Regions from separate parts of the Mus musculus genome. Here all the other regions are linked to region 2. A link is a contact called in public promoter capture Hi-C data. All regions are on one chromosome and are shown on one strand. The core of a region is the stretch at or near the end of the contact, and the rest is flanking DNA. Distances in the headings are between cores, read along the strand shown.

What was found. Promoter capture Hi-C pulls out the DNA fragments that hold promoters and counts their contacts.
Region 1: a promoter capture Hi-C map of embryonic stem cells shows a contact between it and region 2, with 2.6 times the contacts expected there. The contact joins the promoter of Myl6 here to the promoter of Mettl1 in region 2. A contact is called at or near these places in 3 of 39 promoter capture datasets (embryonic stem cells, hippocampal neurons and stem cell-derived epiblast-like cells) and 2 of 9 other capture datasets (liver and pancreatic islet).
Region 3: a contact with region 2 is called in a promoter capture Hi-C map of embryonic stem cells. The contact joins the promoter of Erbb3 here to the promoter of Mettl1 in region 2. A contact is called at or near these places in 8 of 39 promoter capture datasets (cranial neural crest, embryonic stem cells, frontonasal cranial neural crest and 4 more), 1 of 115 datasets of contacts at active chromatin or transcription factors (embryonic forebrain) and 1 of 9 other capture datasets (liver).
Region 4: a contact with region 2 is called in a promoter capture Hi-C map of hippocampal neurons, with 6 times the contacts expected there. The contact joins the promoter of Smarcc2 here to the promoter of Mettl1 in region 2. A contact is called at or near these places in 2 of 39 promoter capture datasets (hippocampal neurons and liver) and 1 of 115 datasets of contacts at active chromatin or transcription factors (embryonic stem cells).
Region 5: a promoter capture Hi-C map of hippocampal neurons shows a contact between it and region 2, with 6 times the contacts expected there. The contact joins the promoter of Zc3h10 here to the promoter of Mettl1 in region 2. A contact is called at or near these places in 7 of 39 promoter capture datasets (the C10 cell line, cranial neural crest, embryonic stem cells and 4 more), 1 of 484 Hi-C or Micro-C datasets (B cells) and 2 of 9 other capture datasets (adipose tissue and liver).
Region 6: a contact with region 2 is called in a promoter capture Hi-C map of embryonic stem cells, with 4 times the contacts expected there. The contact joins the promoter of Pa2g4 here to the promoter of Mettl1 in region 2. A contact is called at or near these places in 9 of 39 promoter capture datasets (the C10 cell line, cranial neural crest, embryonic stem cells and 4 more), 5 of 115 datasets of contacts at active chromatin or transcription factors (bone marrow-derived macrophages, embryonic stem cells and pancreatic cancer cells) and 1 of 9 other capture datasets (macrophages).
Region 7: a promoter capture Hi-C map of embryonic stem cells shows a contact between it and region 2, with 4 times the contacts expected there. The contact joins the promoter of Rnf41 here to the promoter of Mettl1 in region 2. A contact is called at or near these places in 3 of 39 promoter capture datasets (cranial neural crest, embryonic stem cells and liver) and 2 of 9 other capture datasets (adipose tissue and pancreatic islet).

Annotation. Positions count from the first base shown.
Region 1 is chr10:128,492,088-128,495,234 of GRCm38.p6, reverse strand. Myl6 (myosin, light polypeptide 6, alkali, smooth muscle and non-muscle) reads left to right here and starts at 1,349. Exons shown (of 7, transcript NM_001317218.1): 1 at 1,349-1,426; 2 at 1,669-1,696; 3 at 2,490-2,633; 4 at 2,833-3,006; 5 at 3,099-3,147. The coding sequence starts at 1,424. It overlaps Myl6b (myosin, light polypeptide 6B), which reads left to right. Exons shown (of 7, transcript NM_172259.1): 5 at 8-181; 6 at 568-645; 7 at 752-1,078. The coding sequence ends at 780.
Region 2 is chr10:127,040,071-127,043,306 of GRCm38.p6, reverse strand. It overlaps Mettl1 (methyltransferase like 1), which reads right to left and starts at 1,375. Exons shown (of 6, transcript NM_010792.1): 1 at 1,237-1,375; 2 at 84-247. The coding sequence starts at 1,328. Eef1akmt3 (EEF1A lysine methyltransferase 3) reads left to right here and starts at 1,913. Exons shown (of 3, transcript NM_001205036.1): 1 at 1,913-2,089; 2 at 2,208-2,319. The coding sequence starts at 1,913.
Region 3 is chr10:128,588,217-128,591,375 of GRCm38.p6, reverse strand. It overlaps Erbb3 (erb-b2 receptor tyrosine kinase 3), which reads left to right and starts at 1,741. Exons shown (of 28, transcript NM_010153.2): 1 at 1,741-1,956. The coding sequence starts at 1,875.
Region 4 is chr10:128,457,443-128,460,686 of GRCm38.p6, reverse strand. It overlaps Smarcc2 (SWI/SNF related, matrix associated, actin dependent regulator of chromatin, subfamily c, member 2), which reads right to left and starts at 1,372. Exons shown (of 29, transcript NM_001372395.1): 1 at 1,250-1,372. The coding sequence starts at 1,360. n-TScga2 (a tRNA gene) reads left to right here and starts at 2,142; the gene lies at 2,142-2,223. It overlaps Mir8105 (microRNA 8105), which reads right to left and starts at 2,007; the gene lies at 1,919-2,007.
Region 5 is chr10:128,545,821-128,549,060 of GRCm38.p6, reverse strand. Zc3h10 (zinc finger CCCH type containing 10) reads left to right here and starts at 1,315. Exons shown (of 3, transcript NM_134003.2): 1 at 1,315-1,367; 2 at 2,170-2,233. It overlaps Rpl41 (ribosomal protein L41), which reads left to right. Exons shown (of 4, transcript NM_018860.4): 2 at 88-112; 3 at 381-403; 4 at 632-951. The coding sequence starts at 101. The coding sequence ends at 674.
Region 6 is chr10:128,564,249-128,567,546 of GRCm38.p6, reverse strand. It overlaps Pa2g4 (proliferation-associated 2G4), which reads left to right and starts at 1,613. Exons shown (of 12, transcript NM_011119.3): 1 at 1,613-1,807. The coding sequence starts at 1,720. Erbb3 (erb-b2 receptor tyrosine kinase 3) reads left to right here. Exons shown (of 28, transcript NM_010153.2): 28 at 1-24.
Region 7 is chr10:128,409,584-128,413,041 of GRCm38.p6, reverse strand. It overlaps Rnf41 (ring finger protein 41), which reads right to left and starts at 1,426. Exons shown (of 7, transcript NM_001164237.1): 1 at 1,217-1,426. Nabp2 (nucleic acid binding protein 2) reads left to right here and starts at 3,192. Exons shown (of 7, transcript NM_027257.2): 1 at 3,192-3,306.

The DNA of each region.
Region 1 (3,147 bases), core at 100-2,599, 1.5 Mb before region 2:
TTGCCAGAGCTGAAGTCCCGACGTGTAGACTTTGAGACGTTCCTGCCCATGCTGCAGGCAGTGGCCAAGAACCGGGACCAAGGCACATATGAGGACTACCTAGAGGGGCTTCGTGTGTTTGACAAAGAGGGCAACGGCAAGGTCATGGGTGCAGAGCTCAGACATGTTCTTACCACTCTCGGTGAGGCAGGGCCCAGAGCTGTGGGGTGGAGAAGTGGGGGGTCCTGGAAGAGCTAAGTAGAGCCTAGAATGGGTTTATGGTCCTGCAGTTATGGGCAGGAGACTCAAGAGGGCCAGCATTGTGGAGACAGATCACCTAGAGGCTAAAGTGTCCAGCTATGAGCCAAGGGCAGGGAATGCAATGTCCCCCTTTGCAAGCCACAATTGTGTTGATTCCATGCAAGTCTCAACCCCGGCAGCTTGTTTCGCTGTCAAGTCAAAGCTTTCACCTGCTCCAAGGCACCGTTGATATGAAAAAGGGCAAGGGTGGGAGGATGAACCACCCTGAGAATGTCTTGGGCTGGTGAGGCAGGGAAGGCGGGGGACTCTAACTGTTTTTGGGTTCAGGAGAGAAGATGACTGAGGAAGAGGTAGAGACTGTTCTGGCAGGCCACGAGGACAGCAACGGCTGCATCAACTATGAGGGTGAGGGGGCAGGATGGCCAGGGAGTAAGGAGACTTGAGGGGGGTGGGAGTACCCTCAGTTACCCGAAGGTCAGTTTCTCAAGTCCTCTCGTCTCCTTTCGTGCAGCCTTCCTGAAGCATATCCTAAGCCTCTGAGCTCCGCAGGTGGCCCTCCAGCCAGCCCCTGGTATCCGCTTGAGAGGCAAGGGTCCTCGATCCACCAGATAGAAGCGCAGGCAGTGCGTCTCCGCGCCCGTCCGTAGCGCAGCCGCCAGGGCTGGACTATTTCCTTCCCCACCCCCCACCCCCTCCCACCCCCACCCCACCCCAGCCCCGACTCCCACCCCACGTAGAACCTGCAGCGACGGAAACTTGCCCCACCTCCTGTGCGGCCAGAAGCGCGTTCCTGCCACTAGGGGGCACTTACAGTTTTGAAATAAAAACATGGTTCCTGCTTCGGTTTCCGACAGTTTTCTTTTGAGAAAGAGGAAGGACGGGAGCGGGTAGTCCTCTCTTCTGCAAAAGCCCAAATCCTCTGCTCTTGGTGCAGCTCGGAAGAAAGGTTTCCGAGAGTCCCAACCCAGGCCCCCCTGCTAGATTCCTGAGCCGAGGTAGGGCGCCCCCCCCCCACCTCATTAATAATGTAGTGATGTCATCTGCATGAGCCCAGACTAGCGTGCCTATTGGATGAAACGGCGGAGGGTGACGTCATGCGCCATGGGACGTACTAAGGCTGGGGTTGGGTAGGGCGTCGGAGCCATTACTGCCGGAAAAGGTCCAGCAGAGCTCAGCAGCCAAGATGGTGGGCCCTGGGAATCGGGAGATCAGGGGGATTTGGGGCAAGGAGAGGACCGCGGGTGGGAGTAGAGAAAGCAGTGGACGTGGGCACGCCCAGGTTTTGGAAGGTTGGCTGTGGGATTGGAATGTCTAGGGCTTTGCCCTGGGAAGCGAATCCTCGGCTTCAAACAGGAGTTTGTAAAGCCGGGATAGAAGCTTGCGGGGTTGGACCTCAGGTAACTGACCAATCCCTTCTTCTCCGAGCAGTGTGACTTCACCGAGGACCAGACCGCAGGTAGGCAGTCTCTGACCCGCAGCTCAGGTCATCCTTACCGAGAGGGACCCCCTTCCTTTAGCATCTATCTTCTGATCCCAACCTGTCACCTCCAGCGCTCCCAGGAGAGTGCCCCGTGGATTTCCTTCTGCTCTAGATCCTCCATTTTCTTTTCTCATTCTTTCTTCCTTCCCCTTCCACTCCAGATCTGAGCCCCAAGCGCTGGGTGAGTTTTAGGTGGTGTGGGTGTGTGAAACAATTTGACTAGTGCCTGTTATGTGTCGGGTCTATTACGCTTGTGGTTTGCTGCTTCTTTTTTTGCCTCTCCTCTGATAACTGTCCCCTCCTTAAGCTTGGATTCTGAGTACTGTAGAGGGCAGTGCCTTGATATTTTGTTAAGATGGGCACTGGAGAGTTTGCTAAGGATGTGGCTTCACCTCTTGGAAGGTCTCCCGGAGGGGAAGGGTGGGAGTGGGAGGCTAGAGTCCAGGCTCTTACTTCCTTATATGGGCAGGACCTAGCCTGGGCGGTGGCAGATTCCTGCGGAGTTGTATAGTAGTGGTGGAGAGCCTAGCCTGCCGCAGCTCAGGGGGTGTGTAAACAGATGGCTACCACCTTAAGGTAAGGGAAAGAAGGTTGCCTGTCTTTATGTGGGGCATTTGAGTTGATAGAAATAGATCCCTAGGAGTAGTCTTGTGTATAGAGGAGGACAAGATATCTGGTTTCTGCAGCATGACTTAAGTTGAATTGGCAGCAGAGCTGTGCAGCAAGCACGGGGCTAATCCCTGGTGCTGCCGTTCTTCTGAATCCTCAGAATTCAAGGAGGCTTTCCAGCTGTTTGACCGAACAGGTGATGGCAAGATCCTGTACAGCCAGTGTGGGGATGTGATGCGGGCCCTGGGCCAGAACCCTACCAACGCCGAGGTGCTCAAGGTCCTAGGGAACCCCAAGAGTGATGGTGAGCATTTCAAGAATGTAGTGGGTTCATGGTTGTTCAGCTAAAGTCATCCCTTTATCTGCATAGGTGCCAAACTTGAGCAAGTTTTGTCTCATCCAGTTCTGATTCCCTCTTCTGGCCGTCCTTGTGTTCCCTACCGTCATGTCCTGAGAACATGTGTGACTTCTCTTGTCTGACACCTCCACCTCCCACATGACAGAGATGAATGTGAAGGTGCTGGACTTTGAGCACTTCCTGCCCATGCTGCAGACCGTGGCCAAGAACAAGGACCAGGGAACCTACGAGGATTATGTTGAAGGCCTTCGTGTGTTTGACAAGGAAGGAAATGGCACCGTCATGGGTGCTGAAATCCGTCATGTCCTAGTCACACTGGGTAAGGGTCTGTGACCTTTCTGGAGCTGAGCTGCCACCTGATATATTTCACCCGTCAGTCACTCAGTTCTAAGAATGTTCCTTCCTCTGCAGGCGAGAAGATGACAGAGGAAGAAGTAGAGATGCTAGTGGCGGGGCATGA
Region 2 (3,236 bases), core at 126-2,625:
AGGTCAACTAATCCTGCCTCTAACCTGCTGAGATGGCAGAACCCAGGCCTCTCCCTGTCCCAAGAAAAGGGCCAGCTTATTACCTAACAAGCCACCATAGCCACAGCCTATGTCTGCAAACTCCACTTGGGCCCCAGAGTGCTTTTCTTTCTCATCCTTTGGATCATCATGGCTCTTATTTTGAATAAGCGGAGCAAAGAACTCTGGGTAAAGCTCAGACCAGTCCATTTCCTCTGGCTTCACAGGGCTATTAGAAAGAAGACATGAGACACATGAGACTGTTGTACATACCAGTGCAGACATTTTGTGTAAGAGTTGGGGGGGGGGTGGTAGGCTTAGAAAAAAACTCTGCATGCAGGGACCATGTGGTATGTAGAAGGTGTAATGGGAAGTCCCCTGGCTTCTAGGGTGTGAATCAGTCCCATCATGAGGCTATGGCTGCAGATCTGCCAAGTTCTTCTGGGTACTGATGTGTGTAAGGTTTTCCCAGAGACTGACTGCCTAAGGCACTGGAGCACTACTTTGTTTATGTATATTTTAAAATTTTTATTTACCCGTGTATTTTGCATTTTATGTGTATGAGTGTTCAGTCTTCATGCACACCAGGAGAGGCAATCAGATCCCATTAGAAGTGGTTTCCAGCCACCATGTGATTGCTGGGGCCTCTGGAAGAGCAGTCAAGCGCTCTTAACCACTGAGGCATCTCTCCAGCCCTCTTTGTTTATGTATTTTGTGTGGCGAGGATGGAACAAGGAGTGGCCAGGAGTGTGTATATATGTTTATCTTTTTATAAATTAAAAAACCCAAATCGGAGCCGGGTGTAGTGGTGCACACCCTCAGGAGGCAGAGGAAGCTGTATCTCTGTGAGTTCGAGGCCAGCCTGATCTACAAAGTGAGTGCCAGGACAACTAGGGCTACACAGAGAAACCCTGTCTCCAAAATCCAAACCAAATTAAAAAGAAAAACCGGAAGGTGGAAATGACAACTTGCTTCGCTTCATTTTGGCAATAGTTTTTCCCCCCTCTTCCTAGATCTGGCTGGCAAGTCCACCCAGACTTTAAGTCTCCAACACCGCGACCCCTCCCAGCCGGCCAACTCCGCCTTCTGCCCAATCTCCCTAAGCCATCCTCAGCTGACGTGTCACCCGGACAACCCTCCCCGCTCCATCGCAAGTCCTAGCGGTGGCCCCTGCGCGACCGCCTTCCCTCCCTCCCGGACCCCGCCGGGCCCGCTCACTAGCGCAGTGTGTGGTCTGCCATGGGGTTGGAGTGGGCGCGCTGCCGGTAGTAGCGCTTCTGCGGCTGGGGGGCTTCGGCTCCCGCCATCATGCCACGCAGTCCACGTGGAGAGCCGAGCTCGCGGCGCGAGGTGATGACGCAGCCCGCGGACCGCCAGCGGGCCCCGCCTTTTAAAGAGCGAAGAGCAAATTCTGTAGCACCGTAGGGAAAGGACCCTGAAGGGAGTGGGAGGGGAAACCTGCGCCCTGCTATTGCTAACCGTGCTTTGGGGAGGCCAGCTCCGGGCACCCCGCATCCTCCCTTGGGTCGTTCTGGCCTAGTCTGGGTTCTCAAATGCCCACAGGTACCTGTGCGCCCCACAGGTGAGCGGGATGTGAGGGACCCGCCTCTGACAGTAAACTCAAGCATCATTTCTTCTCTCTCCGGGTGGTCTCAAACCAAGTCTGGCCCGTATGGTGTTGTGTGGGTCCTGTTCTGTGTGCGCCAGGTACCCGGGCTCGGGGGTCATCCCCATCCATCTCTAGGAAGTCCAGCTGGAGGAAGGAGAGCGAACTGGGGAGGCGGGGCCCGGTGCCTGGGAGCAGCCCATATGGCTGGCAGTCCCCAGCCTCAACCCCGCACCGATAGAGGGGATCCGAGCGCTGGCCGGGGTGCTCGGGGACTCTATCTGCCGGATGGCCAGCTCTCGCACCGATCCGGAAACTGAGCCCGAATCCGTGTTCCCACGGGAGATCCGGCTCTTCACAGACTCTTACTCAGAGAGCAGCCGGTTCTGCTTCTGTGGGCACGAGCTGAGCATCACGCAGAACTTTGGGTCGCGCCTTGGGGTGGCGGCACGCGTGTGGGATGCGGTGAGGAATGGGCTGCCCTAAGTGAGGGTCCCTGAGAGGTCCAGTCCCCGGACCCCGGCTCTCCCATATGGAGACACCGTTCTGACAGTTTCCCACTTTCTTTTTCCCTTCCTCATAGGCTCTGAGCCTGTGTGACTATTTCGAGAGTCAAAATGTGGATTTTCGAGGCAAGAAGGTGATCGAACTGGGCGCGGGGACGGGCATCGTGGGAATCTTGGCGGCGCTGCAGGGTGCGTGAGCTGGCATTGCGGCGGGAGGAGGGGAGCTGGAGTGTGGAGAAGTGAGGACGTGGATTCCTGGGGGTGGGTAGAACTCAGCTCAGTTCTTTCCTTTTAACAAACCTCTATTCTCCTGCAAGGCAGACAGCGCTGACGAGTGTTCAGAACACTCAAGCTAGTTGGCTTCAGGGTACCTGAAACAAATAAGATAGGCTTTCCGTGAAAAAAAAAAAAAACTGGAGATGCTCTTTCGCTAAAATGCTTGCATGGATTTTCTGAAGGAGAGACCTAGGACAGTGAACCTCATCAAAGATTTGTAGCTTTGTTATGTTAGGATCTTTTAAATATCTTTTTCTTTCCTTTCTTTTTTTTGGGTGTGTGTGTGTGTGTGGGTAGGGGGTGTGGGTGTGGTTTTGTAGTCTGGTTGAGACAGGCTCTCTTGTTGTCCAGGCTGGCCTAAAACTCATTACGTAGAGATTAGCCTTGAATTCCTGCCTGGTCCTCCTGTCTTACTTTTTCCTAGTGCTGGGATTATAGGTGTGTGCTACCGTACTGCAATAGAGCCTAGGGTTTTTAATACTAGAAGAAGCAAGGTTATGAATTTTGAAGGACCCGAGTGTGAATATATATATGGGTGGTAATTGGTAATTAAGCAGCTGAGACCTGGGAAAGGAAAAGGTCAGGGAAATTGTGCTTCACTTTGAGCAAAAACCTACAAAAGCTTCTTGCCTAGTGATCTAAGTCGTGTAAACCAGATGTCCTTATTTGTAGGAACAGAAGTGGGTCACATCAAGGGCAGTCTTTGCAGAGGCAGACATTAATTCTTATATTTATTCCTTCAGTCAGTCAATATGTATTCTCTGTGTGCCAAGGAACTTGTAGTCTATCGAGGGACAATGTGGGAAGATGCTACGGAACATACATGATGG
Region 3 (3,159 bases), core at 492-2,991, 1.5 Mb before region 2:
ACACATCCATACATTAGCAAGTTTTTTGTTTGTTTGTTTGTTTGTTTGTTTGTTTTCGAGACAGGGTTTCTCTGTGTAGCCCTGGCTGTCCTGGAACTCACTTTGTAGACCAGGCTGGCCTCAAACTCAGAAATCTGCCTGCCTCTGCCTCCTGAATGCTGGGATTAAAGGCGTGTGCCACCATGCTCGGCTCATTAGCAAGTTTAAAGAATCATTGCAAGAGGGTGAGGTATGGGGGAACCTGAAAAGATGACTCAGTGTTTAAGAGCACTTGTTCTTCCAAAGAACCAGGGTTAGACCCACATGGCAGCCCACAATAATTTGTAACTCCAGTTACGAGGAATTCAACGACTTCTTCTGGCCTCTACAGATACCTAAATGGGTTTGCAGAGAAAGCCTGTTGACTTGAGTTCCATCTCACAACCCCGGTAAAAGTGGAAAGCGATAATCGACTCCCCCAAAGTTGTCTTCCAGCTTCCATACGCATATCATAGCGCGAACGATCATACACACAGGAATGATAACAAATTTTTTTAAAAATTGTAGCAGGAGAGCCGGATATGGTGGCGCACATCTGTACTTGGGAGGTGGAAGCCAACAGTCTCAGCCATATAATATATTCGAGGCCAGCCTGAGCTATATGAACTATATGAGACCTTGTCTCAAAACCAAAAAATAAACAAAAGAGAAGAAAGGAGTGTAGCTGATAGCCTTAGCCTAGGGGGAGGGGACCATAAATTCTCAGGGCAAAATCTTGGAATGCCAATGTAAGGGATGCGAAATGTAAGGAGTTGGGCACCAGGGGGCGCCAGTCGGACCCGTCCGGGACGAAGCAACCCAGGGTCCCGGGGGTCATGTGCGGTGACTTCCCCGCGCCCCTCTTCGCTGTCGCCTCCGGGGTGAGCGTTGCTGTGCCCTTTGGGGTCCGCGGAGGAGAGGCGGGAACCGCGGCCGTCCGGACGGCGCGGTCGGTCCCTCAGAGACAGCTGTTCTCTCGGGAGGCCGTGGGGGGCAGCAGAGGGGACGGCGACAGGTGCGGGAGCCCCTCCCCGGGCAGAAGTGGGAAGGCGGACTCCGGGGTCTGTTCCCAGGCTGGAAACCGCCCCCGCCCCCCAGGCAAATCCCCCCGAGAGGCCGAGCCGGCGCCGGGTCTGCAGGAGGAAGCGGCCGGAGACAGTGCGATTTCACGCAGCCTCCGGGGCTCGGGTTCCCGAGCTGGGTACATGAGTTACGGGGCTTTGCGTCCCGGGGAAACTGAGGTGGCATGAACGCTAGGCTGAAAAACAACCTCCCACTCGAAAAAATAGAAATACTCACACTCCGAAAGAAAAAAAAAATCCCTCAAGTGATCCAACCGGCTAGGGGAGTTGAGTGATTTGGTTAATGGGCGAGGCCAGCTTTCTGGGGGCTGGGCTTCGGAGCGCTCTCCCTACGCGCATTCACTACCTTTCCCCCGCCTGGGGACGTTTGGAATCTTGATCTCCTCTTAACCATCTCCGGGGGAAATTGCTGGAGTGAGACCCCTCCTTGACCCTCTTGGCCAAGCTGTGGGCTGGCGGGGCACGCTTGGGCGGGTGTCTCGGGCTACAACCATCAGGACTCCAGCCTCGCACGGGAGGGGGCGCGGCCGTGACTCACCCCTTTCCCCCTTCACTCCCTCCCTCCCTCCCTTCCTCCCTCCCTCCCAGACAGACACCCTCCCCTGCCGTCCCGCTCCGGACTCCGACTACGGCTCCGGTTGCAGTTTGCAACCTCCGCTGCCGCCGCGGCCACCTAATCGCTGGCTGTTCAGGTGGCTGTCGCCTGGATGTCCTCCTAATCTTGGGGGCCCCGGGCCAGACTCGGCTGGGCTCCCTTCACCCTCCACTGTAATCATGAGTGCGATTGGGACTCTGCAGGTGCTGGGTTTCCTTCTCAGCCTGGCCCGGGGTTCCGAGATGGGCAACTCTCAGGCAGGTAAGCCGCGCGGGAGCCCCAGCAGGCTGGAAGCTGGGGGCGCAATCTGAGCGCTCGCAGACCCTGGGCAAGGAGTTTGGGTTCTGACGCTTTGAACTGGGGGGTGCGGTACAGGGTCTGCTCGGACCACCAAGGAGGGGACCGTGTGCCTCAGTTCTTGGAGTGGGCTGGTCAGGGACTGCATTCCTGTATGCCTACCCTTATTCCCAGGGCGTCGCCGACCCTCTAATTGGTTTTATTCTGATCTGGTTGGTGCCGAACAGTAGTTCACACTTGAGAGTCTTGGGAGGAGGGTGGGCAGGGACCCTTCTGTAAACGTAAGGAGCCTTGGCTTGAAAGGGTCTCCGTTTGCTCTCAGGTTCCCTGGCCCCCACCCCATTCCAGGTTTCAACAACCCCCAGTTTCGTTGTTTTGCCGACAGGGCGGGGCTATGCAAGGGTTTGAAGTTGTTGTTTTCTAATGTTGGAAAAACAAGAATGGCACCTCCTCTTCCGTGAGTGGGGCTGTCCTGAGAAGGCTGAGATTAACCTGAGGGCCAAGTCCAGGTGACATCAGTGAGAGGTCTCACAGAGGCTGACTGCCTGCTTTCCCATAAGATAAACCGGTCCCCAACTTAACCAACTTCTCTTTATCAAGACCCAGGTTAATTCAGTGAACATGTTGGGCATCTATTACATACTATACTATTTCCAGGTTATATACCCTAAGCTGGAGCTCTGGAAGAAAGGACAATCAGACCTCTTTCTCTCTCCAATCTAAGGCCACCTCTCCCACCTTCTGAACATTCTACTCTGTGAACTGGCTCCTAGACCCAACTTCTGCCCTTCCCCCATTCAATGCCATCTGAGCCTGTTCCGTGTCTCTGGGACTATGGACACTTGAAGAGCACTAGAATTGGTATCATTAGAGTCCTGTTGATCTTTCCCCTTTCCCAGATCCCCAGATCTCAGTTTGGGGTTGGCACATTCATTGCCCCTTCCCCAGAGTGGGAGTGGGAGAAACCACCTGTGCTTCCCCCACAGTTGCTGGGCCTAAATTTAGCCCCTGGGATCTTGAGATGTGAACACTCCCAGCTGGTGGAGGGGGTGGTCTGGAGACTGAAGTGGGAGGGGCCAGGGGAGTGACTGGATCACTGTCCCATCTGACTGTGCCCCCACCAACCAGGAACCCAAGAGTCCAAGATTCCCACCACCCTCCTCAAGA
Region 4 (3,244 bases), core at 123-2,622, 1.4 Mb before region 2:
AAGCTACTTTCTCTTTACCTTTTGACCCTTATTTCCTCTACCCTAATTAGAGTCAGCACCTCTCGGTGGGAGGTATAAAGAGATCCGTGAAGGGAGAAGTAAATGACAAAGAGTTAAGCACTTGAAAGCTGAAGCAGGTCACAGCTGTCAAAGCCTTCGGGGCTTCACACCAAGACCCTAGACCGATCTCCCTTTAAAAGGTCAAAGGCAGAAAACTGGGAACCAGAGCCTCACGCTGAGGGTGCACACAAGTCACAGACCCAACAGCTGTTTGTCAAGAGTCTGACACCCAACAGAGAGACCCCAAATGGTTTCAGGGCTAAACTCAAACCAGAATTAGTGGAGCTTTCTGAAGCTGTCCACTGTACTCTGACAGGCTGGCTGCAAGGCTGGAGTAGCAAGAGTTGGGGGCTGTAAAACAAAGCAAGGGAAAAGAACCCTTAGCCGGGGTTGGTGAGGAAGCAGCCCATATCGAAGACAAAAAAGAAAAACGAAAAAAAGCCCAGACACCATGAAGACACAAGAATAAAAATTGGTTAAAAAAAAAAAAAAAGATAGATAGGGCTTCTTGAACCCTTTTGTTCCCCATCCTTATTTCCAGTTACAGGGTGGGGGTGGGGACTAGCGATATGAAGCTTATCCGAGCCTCTGGACCTCAAACCCAAAGCAATGCCAGGCTGGCTGGCTTGCAGAGGACTTCATTATGAAAGGAGGGTTGGAGGGGCTGCTGCCCTAGACTGCCATGTCCTGTCCCCTGAGAGGTTTGCAGCCCTTTAGAAGGAGACTAGGGTAACCCTGGGAGACAGGTGATTTCCCCAGGTAGAGACGCTTTTCAACGGCCTGCTCCGCGCCCGTCTACCCTCCTGCTCTGCCATCTGTCTCAGGACGTACACAAAGCACCACCGGGGAGGCCTGGGCCGCTCTGGCGTCTGGCTCGGCGCGGGGCTCCGGCGGGGGCCCCGCGGCTCGCACACCGGAGGGGAGGAGGCGCGCGGCGGCACCGGTCAGCCTGGAGGGCGAGGGCTGCCGGGCCCGGGCCGCCGCCCGGAGCCGCCGCCGCCCCCGCCAACGCCGCTGCGCTGCACCGGGGCAGAGGGCACGGTGGGGGAGGGGTGGGGGAGGGGCGCGGGCGGGCGGGCGGGAGGCGCGGGGAGGCCTCGGGGAGGGGCGCGGCGGCCGCCGCAGGGTGGGCCGGCCCCGGGAGCGGCGGCCAGGGGCCCTTTGTCCCCGCGCGGCGCTGCCCGCGTACCTTCTTGTAGTTCTTGCCGAGCCAGAGCCGCACGTTGTCGAACTGGGTCACGGTGTCCGCGGCCTCGTAGTACTTCACGTTGGGGCCGCCGTCCTTCTTCCGCACCGCCATCTTCTCGGGCTCGGGCCCCGCCGCCGCCCGCCCCGCTCAGCTCAGCTCCCGCCTCCTCCTCCGCCCGCCTCCCGCCGCCTCCCGCCGCCACGACCGCCGCCTCCCGCCGCCTGGGCCCCGGCCGGCGGAGCGCCCCCTGCCGGCGGCCCTGCGTAGCGGTGGCGGGCGAGCCCGAGCGCGCTCGGCGGACACCCCGGCAGCAGCGGCGGTGGGAGGCGGGCGAGCCCGAGCGCGCTCGGCGGACTTCCCCGCAGCGGCAGCCCGGCTGCTTCCCCGGGTCTCGCAGGACGCGGCTGTAGGACAGCGGAGCCCTCCCCGACTTGGTCTCGCAGCGGCAGTGGGGCTTACTGTTCCACTCCACGGGGAAGCCGGGAGCCCCGGGTCTGCAGCTCCGCCCCGTAACCCCGAGTGGCCCCCGGCACGTACGTTCCCGTGGAACTCTTTCGCTCCAATAAGTTCCTTCCAACCATTCCTGTTTCAACCCACGAGTGTCCCTGACGCTCCTCGTCCCGGTGCACCCAGCACCCCTGGTGCTACCCGGGGGGGTCAGGTGAGGGGTCTCCTCCCTCTGATCTTCGGGTCTCGCCAGTCGCCTCCGCTTTAGGAGTCGGCTGGCGAGCCCCGATTCTTCGACCCAGGTTCAAGCATTGTGGCGCGAAGGTGCGAGGGAGGGAGCGGCTCTGGGTACGAGCCTCGGGCCGCGACCCTGCACCGGTCCGCTCGCACCCAGTCACCCGTGCGGACCCTTTCTGTAAGCGCGCGGCCAACCATAGTTTTGGGAGTCACGGTGGCCGAGTGGTTAAGGCGTTGGACTCGAAATCCAATGGGGTTTCCCCGCACAGGTTCGAATCCTGTTCGTGACGGCAGTTTTTCGTATTTTTTTTCCCCCCTCCTATTAACCAGTAGTTGAGTGGTTGAAAGTGAAAAGGCAGCACTACTCCTTTAGGTTAGACCAGGGTGACATACAAACCAAATTGGGCATCGCTGTATTCGCTGTTAGGATACCAGGCACTTTGAGATATTTTTGAGAATTCTGTAACATTTCATAACAATGAAGAGTAGTCGTTTTGTTTGGGAAAGCTAGTCAAACCTAAGATTTCTAAACAGGGCATCTTTGGAGTTTGTGACCAAAAGTGGAGCCTTGAAGTCTGGTGACTGGAGACACAGAAACAAGCGTTTCTCATTTGGATTTTTCTTTTTAATTTAGACAGGGACTCATGTGCACAGGCTGCCCTTGAACTTGCCTTGCAGCCAAGAATGACTTTAAATTTCTGATCCTCCTGCCTCTACCTCTCAAGTACTAGGAGTTACAGGTGTGCCTGAGCATGCCAGGATCCTTTGCGGCTCGGAACTGAATCCAGGGGTTCAATTTGTTCGATAGGTAAGCATTCTGTTTCGCTACATTCCCTAGCCCTCATTTGAGTTTTCCTGAGATAACCTCAGGTATCACGGGACTAGGAGGAGGCCTACGTTGAGGATTTGTTGGGCACCAGAGGCTGGTTAAAATCTGTGTATATTAACCAAGCAAGGGAATTCCTTTCTCAGGCTCTAACCCTCTCATGTTACCCAGTTCTTTTTATATTTCATTTCTTGCATAGCAAAACCTTCTCCAGGAAAGGATCTCTGAGAATTCATGGAGCTCCTGGTTTTGGTTTTTGGTTTGTTTTTGGGTTTTGTTTTTTGTTTTGGTTGGTTGGTTTTTTGTTTTGTTTTGTTTTTTGAGACAGGGTTTCTCTGTATAGCTCTGGCCGTCCTGGAACTCACTTTGGAGACCAGGCTGGCCTCGAACTCAGAAATCCGCCGGCCTCTGCCTCCCAAGTGCTGGGATTAAAGGCATGCACCACCACCACCCGGCTCTGGTTTTGGTTTTGGTTTTGGTTTATT
Region 5 (3,240 bases), core at 66-2,565, 1.5 Mb before region 2:
GGTTTCCAGTGCAATCCGTTAACATCCGACCTCCACATTCACTATCATCACAGCGGGCTAACGGCATTTTTCCCTCTTTCTCTCTAGAGACTCCTGCGCCATGAGAGCGAAGGTGAGCGGCTCTTAGGTGGTGAATCGGGCACCTAGTCCCCGCCATGGTTCCTCTGCGGGCTTCCAGACGGTTTGCCTCGGGTGTTCGCAGTCAGGGAGAGGCTTAAAATTCTTGCTGAAGAAAAGATGGGGTGGGAAAATGAGGGATTCGGCTCTAAAACTGAACCGGTGTCCTTTGTCAAGCCCTGTGTTCTGAGCAGTTTCATGGCCTTGCACAAGCCTGTCTCTAACATTCTTTTTTGTCTCCTCACATGATCGGGTTTTTTTAGTGGCGGAAGAAGAGAATGCGCAGGTACGTTTAATTTTTCAAGACTACCTTGGGGCAGTGGGGGCAAGCTCGGTGTGGGATATTTGGTTGGAAGAAAATATCTGGCGGGAAGGAAGCAGGAGTCGCCGCCCAGTACAGCAGAGCTGGTGCTTGTTAATCTCATCGTCTCTTGTACTCGTGCACTAAGTGTACGTATTGATAGATGTGCAAAGGAAAAAAAAAAAACTCAGGTTTGTGTGCCTTCCATTCCAGGCTGAAGCGCAAGAGAAGAAAGATGAGGCAGAGGTCCAAGTAAGCCAGCCCGTGCACCTACGACGCCTGCAGGAGCAGAAGTGAGGGATGCTGAGGGCCGGGACAAGCTATCGGACTGTGTGCTGCCATCGGTAATGAGTCTCAGTAGACCTGGAACGTCACCTCGCCGCGATCGCCTGGAGAAATGACCGCCTTTCTTACAACCAAAACAGTCCCTCTGCCCTGGACCCCCGGCACTCTGGACTAGCTCTGTTCTCTTGTGGCCAAGTGTAGCTCGTGTACAATAAACCCTCTTGCAGTCAGCTGAAGAATCAAACTGCTGTTACGTGTTTTTTTGCGGTTCCTTGGGGTGGGGACTCGAGTGTGTTTCTGTATAGGCGACATAGTTTGGGTGTTTGATCTGGCTGGAGCCGGTTGAGTGTGCGCCCGAGGTTAAGTTACAGAGTTGGTGCGTTCACAGCGCCACTCCTACGTTTTGGGGGTACCACTGCGTAGAACCTGACGCTGAGCGGAGTTCCGGGTCCGGCGGAGTCCTGTTACCATGGTGATGCGCAAGGCTTGTTGGGAGCTTCCTGCGCCTACTAGCACGCAAGTTGGACCATAGAGTGTGTTTCCGGGTCTGGTAGCTAGAGCGTCTCTTTCTTCCGCAGGAAGCGGAAGAACCGTAGGGTGGGCGGCTCTTTGTCGAAGCTAGAGGACCGGCAGGCGGCAGCAGCAACTACGGCGGCGGCGGCAGGTGAGGGAGGCGGGAGACTTAGGTGGAGGCCGCGCCCGGAGGGGAGGAGTCGGGGATGGCCCAGCGACTGGGTTCTGCCCGGCCACACGAGCCTCCCCCAAACCCCCCGGAACCGACCTGGCTCTTCCTCGTTACCCAGGACAGAGCCCCTTTTCTCACTGACCTCGCTTCCCAAGCAAACGCCAGCCCCGTGACGTCACAGCCCTGCCCATCCCTCCGCCTGATGTCACCCCGAGCCCCCCTCCCCTTTCACTTCCTCAGTGTCCCAGTCACCTGGTCCACCGCTGAGTGCTGGCACCGCATCGCGGAGCCGGCCAAGCCAGAAGACTTCCAGGGAAACTCGTAGGACTTTTCGTGAACTCTAGGGTGTTGGGGGATGGTCGTAATCACCGCCCCCGAGTCTAGTCTCGCCTTCCCACTGACACTAGTCAGTTGTTGCCCTTGTCCAGCTTTCAGGTTTGGCTGGCGTTCCGAACTCCAACCCTAGATCGGATTCTGAACCCCATATCCTTCTCATCTTGAGGTAAAGCTCCGCTAACCTTCCTCACCAGGAACTGTTTTGTTTTTTAGTTCAGCTTCCCAATTTTTATTGGTCGGTTCTAGCCCTTATCCTTCTTAATAGGGACTTCTCCTTGTGATAGGTGACGTTCACTTTGACCTCTTAAGGGAGCCTAAAAGCCACAAAGCTCTTAGCTTTTTGTCAGAATTCATTCCAGTGTATGAAAACCACATCATATCCCTTTCACGTTTTTCCCTTGTTCTACTCAAATCTCCGTTTTTTGTTTTTTTGTTTCTTGTTCAGAACCCAGCAGTGATGTGGAGGTGGAGACTCACGGGAGCCCCGGACTTCACCTGAGCTACCTCAGGTATTAATTCTGGGATATTGGGGTGAGGAAGGCTATCATATCCAGTTATCTGCTTCTAGTGGGACTTGAAACATTGGTCAGGCTTTGAAGGCATTTAGTCTTCACCTGATCGTCATTTATGATCTTTTAAGGGCTTGTTTCTTACCAGTTGTTTCTTATATTCTGGGGCTCCTTTTCCCATCTTGTGTATTCCTGTGCATCTCTGACTTCTAATCTGGTTAGTTATTCTAGCAAAGTCAAGGAAGTCAAGGAAACGGGAAATCAAGAAAGGTATCTTTATTCCCAAACGGAAACTAGGAACTTCTCTTATTTGAACAGTAGGGGGAGCCTGAGTCCTACTCAGGGAACATTTAAAAGATTAGACACGTGGTAGCAGGGACTCCCAGTCTTAGACTCCCAGGGTTAGAGAGAAGGGAGGGCTAGAATTAGGGCAGTGGACTGACATTCCAGAGCTCTCTTGAGAAACAGGAGACTTAAAAAGCTTTTATAGAGTCTATAAATAAAGAGGATTTTTATGGGGTAAGGAGTGCTATGGTTTGATATCAGTGGGATTTTCATGGAGTGGGGTGGGGAATGGGGAAAGAAAGGTCACCGTTCCTATGAAAGTAACTCCTTTCCACCTTGTCCTTCGAACAGTTCGTCCTGGGGATCTAAAAGTAGAAAGTTCAGCTCAGAACGTCTTTCCATGAAATGAGGGTGTTTGTGTGTGGAACACACTGGGAGATGGACAGGTTTCAGGGTTACCCTGTAGCTAGTGACACCAGTTTTGTTTTGTTTTGTTTTGTTTAACCAGGGATTTCTAAAATACATGGAGACTTGAGCTGAGTTTACGTAGAAGAGGGATTAAGGGAAGTTCTGTTTCTGGTGTTCCTTCTTCCATGAGTTCTCAAAGCTAAGCAGCCCGTGTTAGAGCACTCTTTCCAGTGTCAGTCTGTTCACACACCAACACCTGTTTTAGTTTCTCCCTCACAACTTAAATGAGAGAAGGTAAAAATCTAACACTCTCC
Region 6 (3,298 bases), core at 364-2,863, 1.5 Mb before region 2:
TAAAAATGTCAGAGTTTTTTTGTTTGTTTTTGTGGATTCCTGTCAAGTGGAAAGTACACATGACCATCCCTTTTCTTTGCTTCTTAACAATGGGTGGCTTTCTCTGCTTCTGACATTCTGTCACAAGTAATGTAACCAATCTTGATTTGTTCTAAGATTTTAATTATGGGTATGTGAGAGAGTGGGAGTTTGGGAATGGTGTTATGTGCACGTGAGTGCAATGCCCACAGAGGCCAACTACACAGTGCTAAGAGTTACAGGTGACTGTAATGTTCTGGGAACTCCCTTCCCTCTGCAAGGATACCAGGTTATACCAACCAGGTTATTTCTCCAGACCCTGTTTGCATTCTAGTCTTTTTCTTTTGTTTGTTTTTTCGAGACAGGGTTTCTCTGTGTAGCCCTGGCTGTCCTGGAACTCACTCTGTAGACCGGGCTGGCCTCGAACTCAGAAATCCGACTACTTCTGCCTCTCAAATGCTGGGATTAAAGGCGTGCACCACCAGTGCCCGGCTTTGCATTTCTAGTCCTTTCTACTAAAGGGTTTTTTACTGGGGATCCCTACAAAGGAACAAAAGTGTAAACAATTAGGAACAAAACCCTAACCCCCTGATTGTTGGGAGAAAATGAAAAAGCTCAAGCAAGCCTTGGGTTGTTTTTATTTTTTCCTACACAGGTTGGGTACTGAAAACTTGAAATGATGCAGAACTTTTTTTTTTTTGTTCGAGACAGGGTTTCTCCATATAGCCCTGGCTGTCCTGGAACTCACTCTGTAGACCAGGCTGGCCTCCAACTCAGAAATCTGCCTGCCTTTGCGTGCGCCACCTCATCCCGGCGATTCAGAACTCTTAAGAGTGACCAAATCCCTCATAAACGTTTCCCTTAGATGGCCCCCATCAAAAACCACGGCTGGAACAATAGTGCTATTTTATTCTAGTCTAGTAGGAAGTCTGGCCTTTTTCTATTAGCAGGCCATGGTACATGTATAATCACCCAGACTGTCCAGTTAGTGCTCGCTTCCAGCACCCTAGGACTTCCACCTCCGCTCAGCCCCTCCCAGAGGTTATCCCAGCACTGGAGGATTTGACCAGCCAGGCCGGTCGCGCCGGCCGACAGGGGAATCCAAGGCTACGCGCACGGGACAACCGCCCAAAACGTACACACACACCCACTGACCCTAGTCCTATGGCTCCAGGCTCCACCCTGTTCCACCCTGCCCAGCGGCCTCTCAACCCTTTTCTCCCTGTAGCTCCACCCCTCCCCGCTTGGCCCGCCCCTCGCTGTTACGAGCTCAGGGTCGGCGTGAATGAGAGGTTTTTCCCGGAGAGACCACGCTTTCCCTCAAGCTCCCCAACGGCTCCGCCTTCCCGCCGGGGCCAGACTCTTCCCAGCGTGCCCGGCGATTCCGGCGTGCGCAGACTTGGGAAGGCAAGTCCTCCCAGGGCCTGGCGGACGGGCGCGAGGAGCAGGCTGGGAATTGTAGTTCTAGAGCCCGCGAGGGCGGCTGGGAACTGGCCGACAGCAGGACTCATTGTCCCAGTGTGCCCTGCGCCTCAGCCCGCGCGCTCGCAGCTTCTCGCTCTCTCTGCCCGCCCTCCCGCTCCCTTGCTTGCTCGCGCTTTCCTCGCGGATCGAAGAGACTCTAGCTACAGCCTGTGGCTGGGAAGGGAGACGGAGGCCGCAGCTCAGGGAAAGTGAAGCTGCAGTAGTAGCAGTAGGAAGATGTCGGGCGAAGACGAGCAGCAGGAGCAAACTATCGCCGAGGACCTGGTCGTGACCAAGTATAAGATGGGGGGCGACATCGCCAACCGTGAGTGCGGCCTCGGGGGTCTTGGAGTCGAGGCTGAGAGGGAGAGGTTTGGGGCTCTCTCCGGAGGGCTGTGGCGTCTGGGTCTTGCCGAGTGAGCCACCGAGGGGCGCGTGCCGACTGCCGGGGGCGACGTGGTGGGGAGATCTGGTGTCGCCCTGGGGACTGAGCAGCCATGCCTGGGCTGGAGAGTGGAGGTGCGGGCCGGCGACCGCGAGGAGTACAGAGAGGGGCCCAGGCATGCTCCGACCCTGGGCGGTTGGTAAGGAGGCAAGGCGCGTCGTCTTCTGCCCATACCCTTCGGTCTGTCCGGATCTATGCTCCCGACTGGCAGCAGTGAGGCCACCTCGAAAAGGAAGCGGCCAGCTGTTGGCGACGGAAGCGCCCCTCTGCCAGTCGCGGCTCTTGACCCGCGGGAGCTGAGCCGGCACGTGTTGCCAGGTCCCTGTGTGCGGATCGATGGCTCCCCACTTCCTCTCCTACCGTGCTTCCCCACCACGTGCTTTGCTAAAGTCTTTACTTCAGGTCTTCTTAGTGGGGACCCCCTTCGCCCCTTGACCTAGCTCGAGGGGCCGTTGGAAGACACTTCTGGAGCTTCTAAAACAACCTGGCTTTCCTGTATGACCACTGCTCCGGTTTTTGAAGGCGGCCTTTAATATTTGTTCCTAGAGCCTCTACAGTGTTTTGAGGTTCTGCTTAGACAGCTGGGCAAGCCTGTCTATAATACTGAAAAGAAGTGGAGAGAGACACGGATTTTAGGATTATAAGCATTTCTTAAATGATCTTTACTCTCCTAACAGTTGTCTGCCACTTGGACAGATAACTTTACTGTTTTCTCTTTCCAGTTCTTTCCCTCCCTTACCCCCTTATTTTTGGGGCTTTCTGTGTAGCTTTGGCTGTCCTGGTACTCCCTTAGACCAGGCTGGCCTGAGAGATCCGCCCACCTCAGCGTTCCAGAGTGCTGGGATTAAAGGTGTGTGTAACCATGCCCGGCTCTTTAACATTTTAAAAATTAAAATTCACTTGATAAAAACTGTCTTAGACTTGGCAGTGGTGGCTCACGCCTTTAATCCCAGCACTTGGGGAGCAGAGGCAGGCGGATTTCTGAGTTTCAGAGAAACCCTGTCTTGAGGAAAAAAAAAAAACTGCCTTAGGCCTTTAGAATGGACTTGACAAAATACTTGGAAGAAGGTATTTAGGGTGTCTTTGGTTACATCTTAGTTCCTCTGGAATCCAGAGAATAAAACACATAAGAAATCATCAAACCTAGAATTCCCATGATCATAAAGACATACACAAAATGATAACCTTATTTGGGGTGATGTTTTAGTATTTGCTGTTGGTTTGAATCAGACAGAATCTCCAACCCCACAGGCAACTTCAGATAATAGTTTTGAAACTGGTTACATGTGATCTTGATATACTGGAAGTAAAGTTTTAGCCCTCTGAATCTTTAAGACCTTAGGTTAATTCCCCTGGGCTTATATACTTAGA
Region 7 (3,458 bases), core at 177-2,676, 1.4 Mb before region 2:
GGGGGAAGGAGGGTGGGCTTGGATTCCAGTCCTAGCTCTGCCATCCACTGACAGGACAGCTTCAAACAAGCCGTGTAGCCAACTGTCAAACAGATATGACACTTGCATTTTCTAACCTATTGTCCTGCAAATCAAATGAGATAAACTCTGAGTGCACGTGTAAGACTGCTGTATTACTTGTTGCAACAGAATGGCAAAATAAACTCACAGTGAGAACCAGAGGAAATGCTTGAAAATGCTTGTTCCTTCTTTTCAATCACTGGGAAGTAGGCCCTGCCACAAGGTTTACTGAAGACACTGCATAACAAATGCACCCCTCACCCTCCCTTGGCACTATCCAATCCCACTCTTTCTTGGGGGAACACTAGTAGCCACCCATCCTGCTACAGTAGTTAAAACTACTGTATAAGAAGTAGCTGCCAAGATTCTCATAGGTCAATCTCCCAAGAACAGTGGCCTTGGTAACCATCACATTTGCTACCAGTTGAAATGAAGTTTCATGAAATGAAGTTAGTGTACCAATCCAAAACACCCTCATCCTGCTTTTTCAGGTCTTTCTCCTGCCCCTACTCCCACCCCCCCTCACTCTCTACCCCACAAATGCCCTGCCTCCTGGACTGGGGTGGGCTTTCCAGTGTATTAAACGAGTGGATGGATCGTGCGTATCAGAGAGCGGGGCTGCAAATCATTCAGGGTCAAAGATGTAAGGAATGTAAGAGTCCTCCACGGAGAGGCGGGAGGGGAGAGAAGCGGCGAAGGAATAAAAGAGAAAGACAAGGCTGCCAAAGACAAGGCATGGGAAAGAAGCCAAGCTATGGCGCTTGGAGGGCGGAGGTTTGGGTTCCGCGGTCCCTGCCAAGGCTAGCCCCCAGAACGTTCCCTTCGCCTCCAGGCCTGTCAATCATTGCCATTTAAACTCCATGTTGTCCCTCAGCCCCAGCAATCAGCTCCTCCCGGGTCCTCAGGCTGGCCCAAGGCCACTCCCGCACTTCCCGAGGCTCTCCCTACTCCAGAGGATCTTCCAAAGCTCCAGAGCCCCCAGCTAGCTCACCTCCCGACTCCTCCCAGCTGAGCTCCCTTCCTCCATTTTCCTCCTCCTCTCCACCCTTCCTCCCTACCCCCAGCACTTCGGACCCAGGCACCAATCCACAGGGACCTCGCCCCCTCTCCCCCCCAACCCCCCAGGGTTAGAAGCTCGCCCAGGCGCATTACGCACCACCCGGAACGCAGCCTGGTTTCTCCGGACGCGGGGCCTGGCTGCAGCTGAGGACACGGCGGCCGCGTAGCACACTGTGTGCCCGGTCTCAGCCTTTCCCCGTAGGGGAAGGGGAAGGTAAGGATGGGGAAGAAGGTTCCGACCACTCCTCGCTGTCTCGGGTTAGCCCTTAGCCACGCCCACTGCTGCTACGCAACGGGGCGGAAGCTCGTCACCAAGCCCCGCCTCTCTATTTAACTCGGCGGCGCCTGGATGCTCCTTGCGAGCGGCCTATGAGAGGCGGGGGCTAGCTGGGCCTCCGCTCTGGGCCGGAAGTTCTTAGGACGGACAGTGTAGCCTTTTGGGAGGGAGGGCTCTATGTGCTTCAGGTGTGAAGCTCCGGGGCGACCCTGGGTGTCCCGCCTTGCAGAGTTACTTGGTGCTGGGTGGTGCACGGCTCGGGTGCCAGACCTGGTGCAGCGCTGGGACGAGGTCGCCGCGGGGCAGCTGGTCTGCAGCGTGGCCTGCTGTCCTCCCAGCCCTTCAGTTTCCAGAGCTGTGGTCAGCATCCCGGAGCCTCCCGACCTGTGACTCACAGTCATGGGGATGGATGCTGCTGTTAACTTAGGAGGCCGCAGGATGGAGAGGGAGGGAGTGTCTCACCGCAAAGCTTTGATCTAGGGTGCTGCAGGGGTCGTCCACCTCCCAGCCACACACTCTTGTAGTATTCCTGATGGCTCTTCAAAAACTCAGACCGCCCGAAACATTAATGGATTTGATTTCCTAAGGCTGCAACACTGTGGTTAGGGGAAATGGGTGGGAGAGAACCCGAGGAGAGTCGTGGTGGAGTTTAAAGCGCTCTGTGTTAGGTAAGCGGGGAAGCAAGACAAGGAATGCAATTACATTACCTCTTAGGCTAATCTGGTGTCAAATAGTATTTGTTGTAGATACTCTCTTTTTTAAAGGGCAATTCACATTAGTACATATGTAACTAGCTTATTCGTGAGAATACAGAGCTAGCTGCTTCCTTTGAAGACAATATGACGAGTACCAGAGGAAACTTAAGCTTCTAGGTGTCTCTGAGATACAATAAAATAAGGAAACAGGAATCGGATGTGCCTTTGTGAACCAAGTCAAACTTGCTTCCCTCCCCTCCCTCTCCCCTAGTCAGGGTTTCTCTTTGTTGCCCTGGCTGTCCTGGAATTCACTATGTAGGATAGGCTGGCCTTAAACTCAAGAGATCCGCCTACCTCTTGCCTCCCCAGTGTCCACCTGGCTTGAGGCTTGCTTTTTATGTTCCGGGTTCAACGTCTTTCAAAGGAGAGTGAATCTGCGTATTATCTTTCTATGGCGAAAATGCTGCTTGTCCCAGAGCCCTGAGCCGAACCGTTCGGTACATTAAAGATGATGTGTAAGCTCCTGCCATGTCCAAGGTACTGGCTTTTAACTAACTTTCCATTTTCATGTGTAAAATGGGCAGTGGTGGCGCACGCCTTTATCCCAGTACTTGGGAGGCAGAGGCAGGTGGATTTTTAAGTTGGAGGCCAGGCTGGTCTACAGAGTGAGTTCCAGGACAGCCAGGGCTACACAGAGAAACCCTGTCTCAAACTCCTTCCCTCCGCCCCCCGCAAAAAAAAAAAAAAGAATTGCCGAGAAAACAAGCAAAGAAACAGACTGGAACTAAAACGTTTTCCTGCTGCATTCCATCGCCCTTGGACCTTTTTTCCACTGTGACACTAGTTGAAGAGAAAATGAAATGTTTAAGAGCCCAAAGTGCATTCTTTGGGAGGAAGGGAGGATTGGTATCTGGGGCGCCCCCTGGTGGTCCATCCATCTTTCCCTCTACGGAACTAATACACTGCAAGGTTCCTTTAAAACCTAAAACTGCCCCCTTCGCGGCAAGTGAATCTCGGAGCCTGATTGGATGGGTGGTGGCCGAAGGTGGGGCGCTTTGGGAGGCAGATCGGACCTTATTGGCTGGAGGAGGTCAGGGGACGTTTCCGGGAATGTAAGCGCTCCGGCGTTCCTCTCCGCAGCATCCGGCGGCAGCCAGCCCCCTGGCTCCCCCTGCGGGTGGCTCGGCGGTGTGCACAGTCCGGCCTGCTGGCTGGGTGGGTGGTGGGCTGCGAGTGGGGGAGGGGATGGACCGAGTTCTGGGTTGTGGGGATGCGGGTTCAGGAAGATCTGCCGAGTGAGATTCTGTTTCCTGGAGCTGCATCGGGTTCCCTCCGAGTCTCCTTCAGCCTCCCGGCTTCGGAGCGTG